Linked DNA regions of Columba livia: region 2 is linked to region 1. A link is a contact called in public Hi-C data. All regions are on one chromosome and are shown on one strand. Each heading gives the region's core, a stretch centred on a gene start, on an enhancer-like site or on the middle of the called end of the contact. The rest is flanking DNA. Distances are from core to core; before and after follow the strand shown. Region 1 has its middle 32 kb from the start of ZNF217. Region 2 has its middle 12 kb from the start of ZFP64.

Region 1 (2,654 bases), core at 77-2,576:
TTAAAAGCACAAAGTGCCACCCAAGCTGAGCATCCTTCACAGACAGCTCCATTCTTAGTCCTGGTCCCCTCCGCGGGCGAGGGGGTACCCGGGCTGGGGACATTTCCCTGTGGGGCCATCGCACACACTCGGGCACGCACTGAGCTTCCCCAGCAGTTCCAGCGCCCCGAGGTCCTGAGCCAGCCGGCACAGCCGCTTCAGAGGTTTATGTCGCTCAGGGCAGTTTATTAGGCAGATTTATGGCCAGGAAAACAAAAGTTTAGAGGAACAAAAGGCAACCCTACATACCCTCAGCATCTGTTCCTGGCTCACACCAACTCCTCAGCCCCAGCTCACAGGCAAATCTGGAGCAAACCAAGCTTTTAAGTGGGCTCCAGAGCTCAGGCTGTCCTCACGGAAAGAGAACTAACAAATATCACAAGAAAAACAATCCGAAACAGGGTACAAAAGTTCAGGCTGTATTAAGTTGCTCCTCACTACTGAGAAGATCTTTCCTTGTTCACAGGAAGGAGTCAGGGTCCTGAGGATGATGATGATGGAGACCCTCCCAGGATGCAGCACAGACAGCCCAGCTGCCAGGCAATGAGCTGGGACCCCCGTTCTCCTTCATCCATCAGCACACATGGAGAGCAGGAATGTGATGGTGTCACCAGGGGTGTGCTGGTGTCACTGGGAGTGTGCTGGTGTCACTGGGAGCATGCTGGTGTCACCAGGGGTGTGCTGGTGTCACTGGGAGCGTGCTGGTGTCACCGGGAGTGCACAGGGCCAGGCTTCTATCACGGCAGGTAGAATCATAGAATCATTTTGGTTGGAAGAGACCCTTAAGATCATCGAGCTCAGCCATAACCTAAATCTGGCACTAAAACGTGTCCCTAAGAGCCTCATTTCTGCATCTTTTAAACCCCTCCAGGTATGGTGACTCCATCACTTCCCAGGGCCGCCTGTTCCAGCGCTTCACAACCCTTTCCGTGAATACATTTTTTCCTAACATCACTTCTGACCCTCCCTGGCGCAACTTGTGCCCATTTCCTCCCATCCTACCGCTTGCTACTCAGGAGAAGAGACCAACACCCTCCGTGCTCCAGCCTCCTCTCAGGTGGTTGAAGAGCGAGAGATGATCTCCCCTCAGCCTCCTAGAAAACAACCAACCGCACCAAAGACACAGCACAACTGAGGCCACGTGTACACAAGGACTGAGCGGGGCCCTGCTTGTGACGCTCAGCAGCGCACTGCTAATCCCGTTTGCTTGTTTTCCCAAACTAACGAAATGTCAATAGCTCTGGATAAACTCATTCCAGCATACACTCAGGTTAAACTAACAAAATGAGAAGCCCCTGAGTTTAGGAAAGAGCAATAATGCTAGGTTAGAGAAGGGGAAAATCACATTTTTTATATAAAAAGTCCATCTGTAAGCAATTGTGCTAATGCTTTAAAGATGATCAGCCCAGGCTTTTGGAGTCAAACAGGAAAACAACCAAAATTCTTATTGGGAAAGAAATTTTTCAACCTGAAAACAGATTCTGTCAAAATGTCAAAGGCCCAGATTTAGGTTCTGCTATAATGAGACTTTTACAAGACCAAATTTGAATAGAAACGTGGAGTTCAATTACCTTTTACCCTCCAATAACTGTTGCAGAGGGAGGAGGAGAAGAAATACAAACCCACATATAATGCTGAAGGTAAATCAAAGAGAAACGGGAATTAAGAAGTGCCAAATCTCACCCTTATCCGACTTTCTGGAACACACGGAGCGACCGCACGACACTGTCGCTGGGAAGGTGTTAAAGTTTTATTTGCACTAAAGTTTGCCAAAAAAATTAGTCCTGGAAAATATGTTGTCTGGGCAATAAAGAGAACTGAAGCGCTTGTGTAACTGAGCCCAGATACCCGCAAGCAGATGCACTGAATACCTTGTGCTGCGGAGCTTCTGGAGCTTTTGGAAGAACAGAGGAGGAAAAAATGCAAGTTTGGTGAAAACATATTTCTGAATTAATTCTAATTTCACTCAGTTGTTCTGACCTTTTCTTTTCTTGAACAACTTATGCTTAACTTTGACATTAAAATTTCATTTGGTTTGCTCAGAACGACTTTATTTGGTGATGTTTAATTAGATTTTTGAACATATACATGTATTAAAAATTCAGAAATACCCTAAACTGAAATAACATGACAAAATGTGAACTACTCTTTTTTTAACTGAAGAGAAGAGGGATGTTTTTTCTTTAAGTGAAAACGATTACCTGATTTTCCCGAATTTTCAGAAAAACAGATGCCTGTTGTTTCCTCCCTTCACACGGGTCCCACTTGTTCCAGCAAACCGCACCAAGGATGGAGGGATGAAATCGCGGGAAGGCTCCTCGCCAGTAATTATTCAACAGGATGAAAAATCAGTAATTAGGTCATGACTTTCATAGAGGATTAATGAAAACATTTCATATGTGTAAAATGAATTTTAAATGCCAAAGCTTTCCGTAATTATTTATTAGGCCAGATTTGCTCATGCAAATAGTTTCGTACCTAAGATTTCACACAGAGAAGTGCCTGTCTCAGTGATGTGCGGCACATTGTAAAATGCATCATTTAATTAATCAGAAAATCTTGAGCAGTCAAAAATAATGGTAGCCAGCAGCTAAACTGCGCACTAAATCTGCTCT
Region 2 (2,654 bases), core at 115-2,614, 470 kb before region 1:
CCAAGTCATTCTGCTGCCAAGAGAGTTGGAGAGCTGCATCGTCCGCCTCAAAATACCAGGTTGATCATCCTAAAAGAGGTGCCAGCTGAGATGGAGCAGCAGGTGAATTCATCAAGATGAGCAAAGGCACATGGGGCAGCTCATCTCTTCATGGAGGTGTAAGATTTTGGATTGCCGAATCTTACAGTCACACCAAAATTCAAAAAGAACTTGATACCTACACCTATTGGTTACCTAAAGCCCCTTCATCTCAAACATCTCCGACATTTGACTGTGGCTTGTATCAGTAAACAGCTACTATCCACCTTATAAGAAGTATTGTTTTCTTTGGAAAGCCTGGGGAGCAAGATTACATTTTAATTGTTACTGAATTAGATGGAGCAATTCTGTGGGCTACTTATTTAATGGTACCTAGCAGTGATTCATAAGCCACTCACATCTAAGCATGAAGTAGTTGGTTGCCTTTTAATTTCCAGGGAAGAAAAAAAAACCCAACAACCTGCACATTTTTCTAGCTGACATTTCTTTGAAAATCAGCAGAAATTTGTGTGGGACATTTCAGGGAGAAGTCATCAACATTTTCTAGAATTTTTGGGATGAAACAGCTTTGTGTGAGGTTCATGTCAGTGCTGTCTCCTGCTTGTGTTTAACAAAACCTTAACTTGTACGTGTTGCGGTGCCTTTGCTTCTCAGTTTATGCTGCAGCTGTTCAGTGCAGTAGGTAAACCAAAGGGTTTTAATTAAAGCTGACATTGCTGCACCTCGTGCTGCTCGTGACAGTCCTGTTGAAAAGTATCCGGAGAAGTGGAGAAGCCCACTGTTAGAGTCCGCTCTCCTGTTTGCATCTGAGCGTTAATATGCTTCTCAATCAAGTGAAAACATCTATTGAAATTTGTTTTTTTGATGGAATATGAATTTCTGACAACAATGACTGTGCAAAGCATGTGAACAAATATTTTTGGTTGCGAATTTGGGCCAAAGACTGAAGGAAAAAAAGGTCGTTCAGTGCTTTTGAAACTATCAGCAAACAAGAACATTCTCCATCAGTTCCCAGTGAAATGCTTTTCAAGGAAAAATAACACTGGATCAGAGATCTAACTTTTCCGATTAAAAATCAATTTTTCACAGAGAGCCATTCTGATTAGTATTAATGAGAGGTAAGCAATGGGAAATGACATGCTGTGTCTAGGAATTATGCGTTTGGGCTCGGCGCTGCCCTGCAGTCTCCCTTTAACACCAGCAGCACCTGGTTCTCTCTCTTGTTTTGTGCCACTTTGACATTTCAAGGATTCACAGGAGCCGTTTTACTGCAGGGCAATGCCCATTAACCCTGCCTGCCAGGGCACAGCAATTCTCCATTACAGGATGCCGTGTGCCCTCTCTGCTTTTCCATTGAAAGCTTCAGTCTTCCATTATAAAGGAATTAAAATATTTACAGGAAACCATTGCACGGTGTAACTGTGCAGAGTCGCTGCAGTGATTTTATATCCTGTTACTGCATCCACAGCATTTGGGGCTTTGCTGTGCAAAAGGGAATCTAGAGAGGGACCCAGCAATCTATAACTCTAATACTGCCCCATATGGACTTCATTAGCCTATAATTTCCTCATGTATGTGGGAGACGAAGCTTAAATGACCCTAAATTGCGGGGAAGAAGGCATGGCTTAAAACTACATTTTCTTCTGAACTCATTCTGTGCACTCAGCCGATTAAAAAAAAAATCATGATTGCATTATTTCTAATTGTAAATATAATTATGAATGCACAAACTAAACCACTGAGGCATGCATTTAATTCTGAAACCTGAAGTCATATTTCTACCAACATATTACAGTGAAAAGTCAAATAGCAAAGGGTTTCCTACTGTTAAGAAATTGCAAAACTTCTGTATCTTCTGTTATTCTGATAACAATTATTTTTGTTGACTGCTGCTCAAAAGTGTACTCAAAAAGTGAGCAAATTCAGAGAAGAAGAATATATAAACTGTGATTTAATAAACATAAATGATTTGAAAATATTCTGGGGAAGTTCATAGTGAGTGACTTTCTTCAGTGTTCCGTATTTGCCCACTAGAGGTGGGACACTGGACACAAGTGGCCATGGTGGACACCAGTCTGTGGCCACGGCCAGGAGCAACATATGGACATTTGTATATGTTCTTATGCTCTTCATTGTACAGGCAGAAACAGAAAGACAGTCCTAGCTTGGAGTTCACAGCCCCTGTAGGATCAAAATGCAGTGAAGTGGCAGAGAAGAAAGTGAGTGAGATGACTAAAGATTTTTTCTTTAAAATGGAACATTGAACTGCCAGAAGCTCTCCAAATCTACTATTCTCTGCTTCACTCCCCTGCCCCCCCCAATCCCACCAGTTTGGAAACAGCAGTGTAATGCAGAAGGCACCTCAGGGACCATGGAAGTTCCACGGACACTTGATCAATCCTTAACCTGAAGACACTGTTTAGCCTGCAGCTGCCACACCACGCTGCGGTGGTGGGAGCACCCCAGTGATATACGTGATTATTGCGTATTGCTCAGAGATTCCTCTGAATCTCCGGGATAAACAGCACAAGAGAAACCTCAGGGTGGTTGGTTTGTTTTTTAAAAAGTTAAATGGGAAGCCAAACAAAGCAGCTACTCTTTGCAGACCAAGTGCA

Evidence for each region. Hi-C and Micro-C count contacts between places; a contact is called where the count stands out from the background.
Region 2: a contact with region 1 is called in a Hi-C map of liver, with 6 times the contacts expected there. The contact joins two enhancer-like sites. A contact is called at or near these places in 2 of 2 Hi-C or Micro-C datasets (crop and liver).

What each region holds. Positions count from the first base shown.
Region 1 is chr16:11,942,438-11,945,091 of bColLiv1.pat.W.v2, reverse strand. No RefSeq gene overlaps it. Among named protein-coding and RNA genes, the nearest start is that of ZNF217, 32 kb to the right of the region's middle. Within about 2 kb of position 1,326, at least 1 of the 3 cell types and tissues checked has an H3K27ac peak away from gene starts, as active enhancers do.
Region 2 is chr16:12,411,126-12,413,779 of bColLiv1.pat.W.v2, reverse strand. No RefSeq gene overlaps it. Among named protein-coding and RNA genes, the nearest start is that of ZFP64, 12 kb to the left of the region's middle. Within about 2 kb of position 1,364, at least 2 of the 3 cell types and tissues checked have an H3K27ac peak away from gene starts, as active enhancers do.